3 separate regions of the Sus scrofa genome follow, and all the other regions are linked to region 1. Evidence: chromatin contacts called from public HiChIP or PLAC-seq data. All regions are on one chromosome and are shown on one strand. The core of a region is the stretch at or near the end of the contact, and the rest is flanking DNA. Distances in the headings are between cores, read along the strand shown.

Region 1 (4,694 bases), core at 741-3,240:
TTTCAGGCTCCTTTGCTAGCTCCTCCTCCCCTGCTAAGCTGCTAAATTGTGCCTCTAGGCTTGGGCCTTGGCTTTTTTATCTTCTCTGAATGATCTCATCCAGACACATGGCTCTTATCACCATCTATTAACTGAAGAGCTCCCAAATTTATATCTCTGATTTTGACCTCTCCCCTAACCCTCAGACTTGCATAACCAAAAAACAAACAAACAAAAACCCCACAAAAACAAAAAGCAAACCTTCTTAACATCTCCTTTTAGATGTGCTGCCGGGTAGTTTCCATGTCCCCCTCCAGATCAACTTTCATCTGTCCTGTGCCCTGCAAGGCTGAATATCATGTGCAGCATCACCAGCTGTCTTACCCAATGAGGAGTATTGGCCATAGGTCAGAATGTTGGAGGAGAGGAGGTTAGGCAGGAGTTCATCTTCCTCAGCCTGCTCACCAGCTGCAGTTATCCTCTCTGGCTTCTGATAAGCCTGCCGTTCCTCCCCTTGTCCTGTTTGGCCTGAAGCTGGTCACAGTCAGTGTACTGGTCTATGGCTTGTCTAGGGACCTTCCCCATCACTGTCAGTCCCCTTGCCCCTGCTTTTATTAACAGTCCCTTTACCCACCTCTCTCCAGGGCTCCAGTTTGACTGGATGTCCACTTTTCACCTAGTTGACTGAAATGGGCATATACTAGACATCTCAAACTTAACACAGCCCAAGTAAGACCCTTCTCCCTCCTAAACCTCACAGTTTCTCGTCACAGTACATGGCAGCAATGTGTATCCCCTTGCTCCAGCCATGGAGCATGGTGGGTGCTCATGGTTTTTATATGAAGGTTGTTCATCTGCAACTCCCCATCTTTAACAACTATAGAATTAGGAGTCTGGGGCTTGTCCTGAATGCTAGTTAGTCCATTCGCAATGGGAATGTCCTACCATTTCTTACTACCTTGTGAATCCTTCAATGGCATAACCTTATTCATCCTTGTATTGTCACCCAGAACAGTATTTAAAATATAACAGATGACTGAAATATGTATGTTGGATGTTTAAGTTAATTAATGTTTGCCAGATACTGGTCTAGTTAAGGGCACCCTTTTTGTTCTTGTATATTTAAACTTTTAATAAAACTGTAAAACTTTTATCTGGTTAGGATGGTTTTAACTTACCTACTTTCCCAGCCTTAGTATTCTACAACTTTAATTTGAATTATTCTAAAATGCAAGAGATGAGGATTAAGCAGGAATGCTTTGGCTTTTGAGTTGTTTTTGAGCTGAATAAAGTCCACAAAACCACTGGGAGACTTTTACATGAACAGCTGTTAGGTGACCCTGTAGAAGGAAATGTTATGTTCATTTAAAAAAAAAAAAAAGAGTATAAACAGTAAACATGCTGGGAGGTCAAACTAAGAATGGGAAAAGAGAGGCTGGGAACTGGAGAGCTGAGACTTGGACTGTTTCACACCAGCTCTAAAAGTGCTAAGCGATTTTCCTGATGTCTTTGAAAGAAGTTTTAGCCCTTTTTGTGGCTATTTATGAAATCACGTTGCTAGGTGACACCGTGGGATGAGCACGGTGCTAACCTAACACTCACTGATTTCCAGAACTAGTAATGAAGGGATATATACGGGGGCGGGGGATAGAATCCAGGAAGGAATGCAGAGGCATCCGGATGAGAAGTGTTTGGAGTAAAGGAATCAGCTTTAGACAAACCTTCCTTTTTCTCTCTCCATTCCGGTAAAATGATCTGTTCAGGATCTTTTGTCCAACCTTTCCCCTGCTCTCTCTTGGGGCCCAGGAGGGGGGGGGCTGGTGTGCCTCGTTGCCAGCAGCCTTTTCCTCTCTTCTGACTTTTGGCCTCCTCTGGGAGAAAAGCAGGGCTGCTTCCTGCAGCAGCCTCATCGGGAAATCACTAGGGAGGAAACCCAGGAGTCAGGCTCCCCACGCGGCCAGTCTGAGAACCGGCGTTGCCTTTCTTCTCTCCGTGCACGCGCCGCGTGGGAATGTGTGGGAGGCCGACTGTCGGTGCTTGGGTGAAGCTGGGGCGGGGAGAAGGATACTGCATGTGCTGCAGTGTGAGGAGGCTGATTTCCAAGCAGCAGACCACCTGCAATTTAAAATACATTTTTTAGCCATTTAAGTCATAGTGACCTGAAGCAAAGCCAGTCACCATTTTGAAAGGCATCTATTGAAAACTGGGTTCCTAATGTTTGCTTGCCAAATAACCTGGGAATATACAAGTTCACACAGCTGGCCGGAATCGCTAAATGACACGTTTGGGGATATTAGCCAGCATCCGGGGGCTATAGGAATTGAGGAATGCTTTGGGTGTTGTGTGTGCTTGTGTTTTGTTGGCCTGTGTTCCTGAGGCCACCCGCACCTTAGGGACGCTGCTTGGGGATAATTGCCAGGTGTACGCTTTGAGCCTCTCTGAAGCAGTCCGAAGCACTTGCTGGAACTGGGGATGCATGTAATCCCCGCCTGTCACTGAGTCTGCATTGCGTCTTTTGCACCTCCTAGTGGCCGCGAGTTAGTGCAAACCAGACCTTCTGCTGCAGCTACTGCTCCTTGGAAACAGGCGACTGTGCTGTTCTCTCTCATAGTTCCTTGCTTCAGCTGCGGGATCTGCGTGGTTCTTACAGCTCCATTGCAGTTCTCCAAATGAGAGAAGAGGTTGTCCTCAGTGATATTAGCTTTTAGTTGCTGCCCCTGATAGTCACCTTTATGCACATTTGGAAAAGGGTGATCTCCCACAATGAAGAGCAATTAAAGGTTTCTAAGTGAACGATTTAAAAAAAGTTCCTTCTTCCATCAGATAGCCCTACCCTTCCAGGTAACCAGCTTGGCAAAAGAGGCTAAGCCTGGGTTTTGTTACATTTGTATTCTTGCTCTGCTTGGGCTCCTGTGAATGCCACTTGTGGAGGCCTTATACTTGAGACTGTACACTAATTTTGAAAAAAATGAAAATTTTATTATGATAAATTTCAAACCTATGCAAAGTAGGTGGAATAAAAACAAGATAAAGCATATATGCAAAGCACCCATCTTCAACAATTTTCAGCTCCGAGCTTCTCTTATTTATATATACTTTAAATTTCTCCCCCACATCAAGTATTCTGAAGAAAATTCTAAAAGGATTGAGTTGAATCTATATCATTTCATCTATAAACATTTGAGTGTGTATCTCTAAAAGAGGTGGTTTCCTAGAATCCTTCAGAAGCAGTCAATGAGATTTTTTGAGTTTTTTTTTTTTTAATAAAGGAACTCTTGGATTAAACATGTTTGATACATTTTAATCTTTTACAGATTATTATCCCTATTGAAGTTCCCTTTGTCTTCTTTTTGGTCAGTGGAAACTCGAGTAGTTTCGCTTCCCCAATACTGTCTTTATGTTGTGGTTGTTAATAGTACAATTTATTTATTCATTTATCAAAGTCATCAAACTTTACCTGCTGGTTTTAACATCCCTTTCTACACTCCTTATGACATCCTACTGTAAGGTGAAGCTTTCTCTTTTCTGCATTTATTATTTATTTCATTTTATATGGGTGGACTCATGGTTTTTAAAAGAGTTATGACCCACTCTTATCATTATTTATTTTGATGCTCTCTTGCCCCAGATTGGCCAGTGTGAGCCCCTTCACACTCACTTCTGTGCCCTTTGACATGTCTCCAACATTTTTTGAGTACTTTTTTACTTTGCCTACTTTACTCAGATGTTCCAGGCTCATATTATACTTTCCCTGTCTCAGCGCTGAAACTGGCCATTTCTCCAGTAAGCTCCAATAGTACCTGTTGGTGGAGGACGGTACTTAGAGATCAAGATCCAGGTGGTAAGTACTTCATTGTTATTGAAGTGTTTCTGTTCTCAGGCCTTCTCAGTGGACAGACCCAGGAATATATGTATGTATATGCATACAAAGATGTACATTTACATAATCTTTATTTCTTTATCTGTGTGTGTGTGTGTGTGTGTGTGTGTGTGTGTGTGTGTGTGTGTAAATTTTATTTGGTTAATTCTGATTCCAATTCAACACCATATTGTTCATTCTAGCTTTCCCCTTCCCATGTTTGTAAGTACCCTCTTCAACAGTGAGAAGCCCAGAGACCATTATCCCCAATGTACATACCTACTTGCTCATTCCTCCTCCATCTCACTTAGTATGTATTCCTTTTGTGAGCCTCCACCTGCCTCTGAGATGTCACTGCCCACATTGCCATGATTTCCTCATGTGGGTCCCTGGCACCTCCCAAAGATATCATATGCATCTTCTTCACTCAGACCCATGACCCCTGAGATTTCTGGACTGAACTAAGAAGGAAGAGAGGAAAAAAAAATGGGAAGGGAGAAAAGATAAGGGGAAAGGGAGCGAGGGAGGAAGAGAGGGAGGGGAAAAAGAAAAGGAAGAAGGAAAGATTTATGTTCTCTTTTTTTTTTAAGATGGATTCTCTAGAATTACTCAGATTCCCCAAAAAAATCCATGTCTTGAAAAGGCTGAGAGCTACTACCCATATATCTTGTAGGAACATAGTTAAATGTTTTGGCAGTCTCAGATGAGAAGCATAGTTTAAAATAGCAGAGTGCCATTGTCTTGTATATTCTTTAATTTTTAGAGTCATGGTTAAAGTGGGGATAAATCACCCAAATAATAAGTAATGATTCTCTGGGGTATGGGAAGAAAATAATAGAACTTCTATTCATCTTTA
Region 2 (4,694 bases), core at 1,257-3,756, 180 kb before region 1:
CCTTTTCTGAGCTTCAGTCTTCTAGTTTGTGATGTGAGAATAAAGAGTGTAACTATTCATTGTGAAGATTAAATGAAGTATGTAGATAAAGAGCTTGGAGCAGTACTTACCTCAGAGGAAGCACTTACTTGAATTATCCAAAGCAAGAAGAGTCAGAGCAGATAGGTCAAGGTTGCCAGTGCATGGCCAGGGGATGATGCCAAAGCATAGCATGGAGTGATGATTCAAAAATGGGGGCCTGGGAACCATGTCTCCAAAGGGAGAACTACTACCATGAGCCCACATCACTGTAAAATACAACTCTTGGACCCAGATCAGGGGCCGGCTGCTTGCTATCTGTACTAAGCAGCCTTGCTGATGTGGACAGATGTACATCCTGATTTTAGCAAAAAACAAAGAGTGTAAAAGACAGAGTAATAGTCAAGCAAAGTTGATAAAGGGTGGTGAAGCATCTCTGGGCCAGCAAGAGAAGGATACCACTGGCAAGCCCCCACCCCACCCCACCCCACCTCCATTCCAAATCTGCTGGCTGTAAGGAGAGGGAGTGGTTGCTGGATCCCAGGGAGACCCACATTGTAGAAAAGAGTCCCAACAGGAGCTGAGGCCTTTTCAAGAAGAACACAGCCACTAATCACCTAAGGCCTGGCAAGAAGAATAATGGGGAGTAAATAAATGCACCTCCCTCTCCTGCTGCCCTCTGCCTCTTTTGCCAGTCTCCCCCCCACCCCCCCCCCCCCCATCAGCCAAATCCAGAATGAAGCCAGGGTCAAGGGAGCCCAATGGATTTGGTCCATAGACATCAGCCTCACAGGACTAAGAGCAGAGAAGAGAGGGATGTAAATCTGAAGGGGCGGAAGCTCCCCTCATGGCTCAGAGGTAACATGAGGATGCATGTTCGATCCCCAGCCTCGCTCAGTGGGTTAAGAATCCAGCGTTGCTGTAAGCTGTGGTGTAGGTCACAGGTGCAGCTCAGATCCTGCATTGCTGTGGCTGTGGTGTAGGCTGGCAGCTGCAGTTCCTATCCGAGCCCTAGCCAGGGGACTTCCATATGCTGTGGGTGTGCCCCCCCCCCACAAAAAAAATCTGAAGGGGCATACAGAATATACAGTGCAATGAAATGGGGATAAAAGGAGTGTACTGTTCCTCTAATTAAGAAGAAGTGCTGGGACTTCCAGCTGTGGCACAGTGGGTTAAAGATCTAGCCTGACCCTGTGGAGGAGTGGGTTGGATTCCACGGCTGCAGTGGGTTCCAGCGTTGCTGTAGCTGTGGCATCCCTGGCCTGGGAACCTCTATATGCTGCATGGGTAGCCCAAAAAGGAAGAAGAGGGTCTGAAGGAGCTGTTGAGACCAAAAAAATCTTCTTAGGTACCCTCCTCAGTGTAAACACAGGCTCATCACGGCAGAAATAAACTAAGAAATCCCTCTGCCTCCTCAGGGGTCCAAAGGCCTCTCCCCAGTTCTGTGATCCACTGAATTCCTCCTCCTCTTACTATAGTCCCAATGTTGTGTGTTTCAGAGTCTGTAACACCTGGCTTCTGCCTGAGTGGCTGGTCTTCTCTCCGTCCTCTTTCTGGAAGCCTAAAATTCTTTTTATCAATGCTATTTCCCAGTGAGCACCGATGACCTTATCTGACTACACCTGGGGACAGGTCTGACTTGAAATGCCTTGAATCTGGTGCCCATATGAACACAATTCAGAAAAAAAAAAATTAAAATCTTTTGCTGCTTCTTTAACCCATGTCCTGAATGCTCCACTTTGTTTTCTGTTAGTCATCGAAGACCAGTGGGACTTTGATCATTTTCATCTTGGAATGTATTGCGAAGATGTTGACTTTGGGATCTGGTCCCCTTTGCCTCCACCCCACCGGATATGCACTCATAAGTCTTGTTGACATTAATGAATAGTTGTGTGTGCACAGCGCAGGGAAAAGAGACAACCGAGGGGTCAGACTAGCCGTTTCTTCGCAAGAGCAATAAACTTTGTCCAACAAAGGAACCAGTGGAGTAGCAACACAAGCTATTCTTTTCTTCTTTATTCTATAGGGACACATCATAAGTTCTCCTAATTAATAGAATCTTTTGCTCATTCCATTCAGAAGAGCTTTTCCCTTTCAAGAAGGAATCTAGCAGTGCAGCACACATATGCATTTTTGGCTGCTTTTCAAGCCATATTTATTAACTAAGTGCTAGGGTGGAGGATGGTTCTCTTGCCAACAGGATTCATAGGACACAGCACTTGAAAGCACATCAGGGAATGAACCCTTTCTATGATGAGCACAATCACTGCCTGTAACTCCAACTGAGCTGGTGTTGTCAAGGCTGACCGCACAAACCACAGACTAACTGAAGAGCTTCGGGCACCTAGGATTAAACACAGTCTCCCAGTATTATGAGGTGCTGGGGCCCATCCCAGAGCCACTTGAATTTAGAGAAAATAGCAGCTGGTCAGACAGAGACCATTTCCGACTTCTCCCCACTGTTTTGGACACAGTGATCCTCCCGGTGCCGAATTCTCCCATATCCTGTTTCTGGAAAGGAGGATCCTATTCACAGAGGCGCTACGCTACTCCCCACACCCTTTGCAAAACAACATTTCTGGAAGAAGTCCAATGACATATGAAACTAAAGCAGGGAATCTGCCAGGTCATTAAGACATGAGCAGGTTTTCTTGGGTGTCCCTCCCCTCCCCTCCTCCATTCCCACCCTTCTGCCCACCCTCTCTCCAGTCTCTCCCAACTTCCAACGTCAGAAATTCTCCATCCCTCTGAGGCAGCCTCAGAAGATGAGGTTTGAATAAAAGGTAGTTGCAGGGTTCATGTAAGGTGACAAAGCTGGCACACGCTAAACACTTAGCATTATACAGCCACCCCTCAAGAGTGCTCCAAATCCATCAGTCATCATGGAAAAATTAGAAGCTTTACTGGATTGCTGCCTCTCCAAACAGAGCCTCTGAACTTCTTAATGGACTCCATAACACAGCATTTGAGAATAGAGCTTCAGCCCAGCAAGACTGTCTCCATAACACACTGTCAGGCAACTTGGAACAGGCAGAGAGGAACAAGTCAAAACAATCAGCTATTTCATTAAGGGGATAAGATTAATCTTGAACGATGCCCAAGTCTGACTCACATTGTCAAATATTATATATGATCTCTGTGAGCAGGCCCTTTTCCCAATTCACGGAAACATCTGCACATTTCAGCAGGCTAAGCTTTACTCTGTCCACTGCCCTCTAGCTGTTTTTGTTGTGGATTATGTAATTTAGTGAATGATGCAATCAGAAGAATTCTTTCTACCTGGGCTTTGTACCTGATGTCTGATGATTACTGAAACAGGCTGGATGGCTCAGAACCTTGGATTTCAACACCCTAAATTGCTCTGTGAACTTGGGCCTGTTACTTCCCCTCTCTTGGCATCCTCTGTAAAAATGAGGAGGAGCAAGATTCTTGCCTCTTTCACCACTGGATTTGAAAGTACATTGTAACTGCCATGAAAATAAGCATGGGCCCAAGTGGACAAAGCCTAAAGTCAGGCTAAGAATCCTGGAAAGTAAGCAGTAGGCATAATTTAAACCAAAAATGTTTTTGCCTTTTTTTTTATTTGCCTTTGTGTTTAACTATGTGAGAAGTGATGTGTTTAAAAGAGGACTCTGAATACAACTTAAATTTCATTCAGTGATGTGAATAAGAGAAAAAGAAGTTAGAAAATTCTATGAGGTTAAAAAGTTTGCTTTGGGAGTTCCCATTGTAGCTCAGCAGGTTAAGAAACCAACATATTGTCTGTGATTATGTGGATTCAATCCCTGGCCTTGCTCAGTGGGGTAAGTATTCAACATTGCCATTAGCTGCTGCATAAGTCACAGATGAGGCTTTGATCTGGTGTTGCTGTGGCTGTGGTGTAGGCCTGCAGCTACAGCTCCAATTCAATGCCTCGCCTGGGAACTTCCATAAGCTGTGAGTAGGGCTGTTTGGAAGGAAAAAAAAAAATTTGCTTTGTTAGATTTAAAAATGCTCACACTTTACCCTAAAATACATTCCATAAAGATCATTTAAATGTTTAAAAAAAGATTCCATAAAAACACTAGAAGAAAAGCAGTGAATATTTTTAGAACTTTGCAGCCTTTCTAAGGATGTCATGAAATCCAGATGCCAGGAAGGAAAAAAACTGATAGACTTTACTACATAAAATTGTAAAAACTTCTTTATAGGAAAAAAATTAAAGATACACACAGAGTTAATGTATCAAAGAAGAACTAGAGGCAAGGTTTTATTTCACATATTAGAACAAGGCAAATGTCCTCAATGTAAAAGGTGTTCTTTAAAAATCAACATGAAAATTATGAATACAAAATGAGCAAAGGAAATGAACAGACAACTCATAAAAAAGATTCAAAAGACCAATAAATGCATGGAAGATGTTTCACCAGGCTCAAAACTGAAGAAACTAAAAATATAAACTAAAATCATATATACCTATATTTTTAACCTATACAACTGACAAATATTTAAATGCTTCTTAAATCCTCTGATTAGTGGAGGTGAGGAGAAATGGACATTCCACATTCTAACAGTTAGAGTGAAAACTGATAAAAAGTTGGCAATTTGGCAACATACTTTCAAATTTTGCTTGTGAATTCAAGGCAATTCTTCTAAGAAGTCCTTCTGCAGATGTGCTCCCAAAAGTATACAGACTC
Region 3 (4,694 bases), core at 1,327-3,826, 130 kb before region 1:
GAACAATATGAAAAACATAGGTTCAGAGGCAACTTCTGACTATTGCCTATCCCCTTTACCTCTTCCTGTCACTAACACTACCCCTTCCTTGCCCTGAGAAAGGACAATTCTGCTGCAAGACAAGAAGCAAGAGTTATATAAAACCTCAGAAATCAACGGGAGGGTCTTTGGGCAGACTGATTCAACTCCTTTATTTATTCCTCTAGGATTGACTAAGCACCTACAATGTCCAAAATACTATATAAAGGCTTGGTCCAGACTCTCTGGAACAGCAGTCCTGAAACTTCCTGGAGATGGATGGCAAACGAGTGCTGACTTATTCGGCAGTCTCCCACTTTTTCTTTCTCAGGAATTGTTCTATTCCTCAAGGTGGCAGGAGCAGCAACCTTCGTCCTCGGGTCGCACAAACCCAAGGAGAGAAAAAAAGCACTGCACACAGAGCCATACTGATACCTAGGGAGATGCGTCAGAAACTTGGGACTCAGTCCACCAGGCCTGATCCAGTACAGGCTGCCTTTCTAGGTAGGTAAGAGATAATAGCACTTGCAGAGCCAGGAGCTGAGTCCTCTGGTCCGGCAGACCCTTAAACTCTGGCCCAAACCCCAGTAGGTTTCTGTGCAAAAACCTTTTGAGCTGAATGCATACATTGTCCTCTAACATTGCAAACGTGACAGCTGCCTATTGAATAATTGTTCCGCCTCGGTTTAGAGCAGTTCGTGCGTGCCACAGAGGCATCTTCTGCGCTATAGTTATGCAACCTCACTCGCAGCGGGAGTTATTTCCTGTGCTTCTGGCTGCGCCAGATTCATATAACACGCCTACCCAGGGCTTCAATGGAAGTCGTTCTCCATTAACAACCACGCTAGCTTTTTGAGATGAATGCCCCGCACAGAATACCCCTTGCTCAGTAAGAATCCAAGGTATTTAAACTCTTTCTCCCTCTCTAACACACACACACACACACACACTCCTTCAGTGCATGCAGCTAGGAGACTGCAGCAGTGCAACCAGAGGGACAGCAGGAGGAGCTCTCTTTGTACATGTAGTCCCTTCCCTCCAACCCCCACCAACTAAAGATGAACTCATGCCAGTTCCATTCTTTGCTCTGCAAGGAAAACACACACACACACACACACACACACACACACACACACACACACACACACAGCTGAACAGAGGAGCCTCCATTGCCTCCTTGAGCACGCTGTCATCCTAGCCTCTAGGTTCAAACAACCCGGATATTCCAAAGCGAGTTAAGGGGAGTACCGCGCCGCCACAATGCAACCTCCGGAGCTGCTCCCGGTGCAGCTCCCACCCCCGCCTCCTTCCGCGGCGTGCCAAGAGTTTGGAGCGCGCGCACGCACACGAGCACCGTGCCTGCGTATCCCTCCGCCTCCCTCCTCCTCTCCCCGCTCTGTGGCTCGACAACGATTTGGGAAATGAAGGGAGGAGGGAACTACTTTCCTGAAACTTGCTATGCTGCACACGACTTCGAGTTGCGGTGATTCGTCCTGAGGTCGCAGCTTTTAGCCCTCCTACCCACTACACCCTCACAGCCCGGTCACCCCGCTCGGCCACCCCGCCCCATACCCACTCTGGTTCTCCGGGAAGCTGGCGGTGCGGGGAAATCGCCAGGGACTACTTCGTCTCCTTCTCCCGCGGGCGCCCCCGGTTCGGGCAGCGGCGGCGGCGGAAGGAGCGGGCGGCGTGAGCGCTTCCGCCGCCCCCCTCGCGGCTCCCCTCTGGCGGGCGTGAGGAGCTGACCCGCCGAGCTGCTGCTGGGCGCAGGCTGCTGGGGGACCCGCGGCCGCTCCCTCGCTCTCCCGACGCTTCTCGTGACCCTGCCCCTGGGGCGCGTCGCTCTTCTCCGGCCCGGCTGGGGGCGGTCGGTCCGCCTGCCCCTGCCTCACACGCGTCCCGCCGCCCCCTCCTCCCTCTTCTGGAACCGTCCCGGCCAGAGCGTGTCTGGAGGAATCCGCCGCCCTGAGGCCCCTCGCCCGCTTCTGCTCGTCCGGAAGGACCGGCCCGGTCGCCGCCGGGGACTGAGGGCAGCCGACCGCGAGGCGGGAGATGGTGGGGTGGGCTTCCGCAGGACCGCGCTGCCGCCGCCCGGGTCTGGGCTCGGCACCCCCCCGCCGGCCCCCACCGAGCGGAGCCCTGCTTCCTCCTCGCCGCATCCTTGAGGGAAGCGCCGCCTCTGCTCCTGGGTTCTCCGCCCGCCCGCTCCTTCCTGGCCGGACCCCGCCGCGCTCCACCCCAGTGGCCGGAGGAGCAGCTCTCCAGTCTGCCTTTGCAGCCCCCCTGCCTTTTTTCTTCTCCTCCCACCCTCCCTGGCTTCCTCGGATCTCTTGGCTGGGCGCTGAGGCGGGCGAAGAGGCTGGGGTCGCCACGGTGGAGGTTGTCGCCGCCACCCCCCTGCGGGGGTGGCCGGGGTTCCCGGCTGGGGGGGTACCGTTCCGGGTGAGACATCCACCATGGTGAGGCCCCTGAGCCGCTGCCCCCGCGCCCCCCCGGCCGCCGCTGCCTCTTGCCCCTCGGTGCTGCTGCTGCTCCTGCGTCTGCTGTTGCTCCTCCATCTCCAGATCGGATCACGGTGAGGGAAAGATGAGCGAGGAGACGGCGACTTCTGACAACGAGTAAGCACCTTACTGATCTTGATTACTTACCACCCCTCCCATAGCCCCCTTCCTTGGCACTCCCCCAGACCCCTCAGAGACTTAGGTGCTTGCAACCCTGGAGAGTTCGGTGCATCTTGCTGTGGAGAAAACATTTGTTTTTTTAGCCATTTTATTTAATGGCTGCACCCCACCCCCTCACCCCCACCCCCAGCCTTTAGTTGCTTTCATCTGGGGGAAGGTATTTAGTGTTGGGCTGGGATGGCAATTGTGCGCTCGGGAGATGGAGTGCTGTAGATGCATGGAGGCGGGGTAGAAATTACCCCAGTGCCTGGAAGACCTCTGGCCTGTCCTTTTTCACTTTAGCATGCCGGTCAGCATACCTTGAATATCCGTCCTGCCTCCTTTATAGCAGTTTCTTTCGGAAACTAACGTGTGGGAGCACCTCCTGCCGCAAACTGCTCTTGAATCTTAATTCGATGAGTCAGTGACTCTTAAATACCGATTAAGCCCCCCCCCCTTTTAAACTTGTGACCTGTAGGATTCTTGTAAAAAAATGGGGCGAGGGAAACATTTTAATAATTTAATAGCATTAAGGACACCTTGAGTGTGGGAGATGTTAAACTATACTGTTTTGCCTTGCGAATGCTGGACTTGTCTTTATCAGGAGCGTAGAAGGATTTTGAACGCTCAGCTATAAGGATTTTTATCTCTCTCAGCTGTATTTTGAAACACACCATTTACGTTGATTTAACAGTGTTTACATTGCTGACCTTTTTGATGACTTCATTCATTAACTTCTAGAGCATCCCGGCTTAAGTTCTTGTTTATTTGGGCTGTCCTTATGTTTTCCAAACGAAATACTGTGCCTTTAGAATATTTTGCTTTAACGTAACAGCTGCCTGGAGGAATAATGATGCGGCAACCGCTTTCTGTTGAGACGGGATTTAATTCCATGCTGCTTATTAGCATCCGTTTCTTGTAATTAAATTCAGGTTTTGATAATCTTTGGAGGGTTATAAAGAGTTAAGTGAGTTATAAAGAGTTAAGTGAGTTAGGACTAGTAGGACGCATTCCTTTAAGTAATGTGCATTCCTCAAGTCAGACCTTTTTGAGAGAACTTTAAAGTCCGAAGCCTAGGCTTGTTTAACGTAAAGTAGCTTGAGAAATGCCTTGCAGCGTCCCCCACCCCACCCCCCCCAGCGCTCTCTTCTGCTGAGCGGGTGTGGGAGAAGGTAGATTGCTGCAGTGTCAGTGCAGTCTGGAAGCAGAAGTGGCCGCCATGTTCTCTCTCTTTTTGTGAATCGTTCTCATTTGCATAGCACACTCTTCATTCATAAAAAAATAATTAAACATCCATCACCTTGGACATCTTGAAAGGATTTCCCAAGAAAAAAATTAGAAGCTCAACTGTCTGCCTTGCTGTAGATTTTTGAGTTCAGAAAGTAAGGAGAGTTCGAAGTTATAGGTTAAATTCAAAAATAGACGCACACACAAACAACTACCCCTGTTCTCAGAATGTTGACACAGTTATGTGGGAAATATCAGTTCGGGGAGGTGCTGGGATCACGTGATCGCGTCCATTCATAAAATACCTGGCTGTCCATTCACAGTGCTGTACACTGTCTCACTGCCTTCCGCAGATTAGACCTACTTTGAGAGAGATCAAAAAGTATCTCAGATAACGCAAAGTTAGTAGAGAAAAACTGCTAAAAATCCTGAACAGATTGACGATATTTTTTCTAGTATCGTCTTTTAAGAAAGTAATCTGGATTAAAATGTTAAGCTCTATGTTGGTGGGAAAAGACTAATTACCATATTTAAAGTAAAATATTAAGTATCTTCTTTTTGGATGTAGCTAATAGAAAAACTGATAGGGGAATGTGAATTGACACACGTGTAAAATATAATTTTTAAGTGGGCTCTTTTTTTTTTAACACTTTTCATGAACAGATTGAGAGTGCAAATTTTGGGTGTAGTGATTATCAGTGGATGATACAGCTGTTAGACTGAAAATGAGTAAATATTCCTGGTGATTTAATTCCAAAGATGTTGATGTTTGAAACAACTAATGGCAAT

What was found. HiChIP or PLAC-seq counts read pairs in DNA pulled down with a chosen protein or histone mark.
Region 2: a contact with region 1 is called in an H3K27ac HiChIP or PLAC-seq map of skeletal muscle, with 4 times the contacts expected there. The contact joins two enhancer-like sites. A contact is called at or near these places in 1 of 47 Hi-C or Micro-C datasets (embryonic fibroblasts) and 1 of 2 datasets of contacts at active chromatin or transcription factors (skeletal muscle).
Region 3: a contact with region 1 is called in an H3K27ac HiChIP or PLAC-seq map of skeletal muscle. The contact joins the promoter of LOC106506784 here to the enhancer-like site in region 1. A contact is called at or near these places in 1 of 5 promoter capture datasets (liver), 6 of 47 Hi-C or Micro-C datasets (embryonic fibroblasts, heart right ventricle, retroperitoneal adipose tissue and 2 more) and 2 of 2 datasets of contacts at active chromatin or transcription factors (alveolar macrophages and skeletal muscle).

What each region holds. Positions count from the first base shown.
Region 1 is chr1:132,880,512-132,885,205 of Sscrofa11.1, reverse strand. No RefSeq gene overlaps it. Among named protein-coding and RNA genes, the nearest start is that of FAM98B, 64 kb to the right of the region's middle. Within about 2 kb of position 1,990, at least 34 of the 83 cell types and tissues checked have an H3K27ac peak or open chromatin away from gene starts, as enhancers often do. A contact at or near this core is called in alveolar macrophages, liver, retroperitoneal adipose tissue and 2 more, where this site is marked.
Region 2 is chr1:133,056,968-133,061,661 of Sscrofa11.1, reverse strand. The region is part of intron 1 of LOC106506784 (basic salivary proline-rich protein 2-like); the gene reads right to left. Among named protein-coding and RNA genes, the nearest start is that of SPRED1, 43 kb to the right of the region's middle. Within about 2 kb of position 2,506, at least 27 of the 83 cell types and tissues checked have an H3K27ac peak or open chromatin away from gene starts, as enhancers often do. A contact at or near this core is called in skeletal muscle, where this site is marked.
Region 3 is chr1:133,013,493-133,018,186 of Sscrofa11.1, reverse strand. LOC106506784 (basic salivary proline-rich protein 2-like) reads right to left here and starts at 2,576. Exons shown (of 3, transcript XR_002345566.1): 1 at 1,595-2,576. It overlaps SPRED1 (sprouty-related, EVH1 domain-containing protein 1), which reads left to right and starts at 1,462. Exons shown (of 7, transcript XM_003121622.6): 1 at 1,462-2,636. The coding sequence starts at 2,605.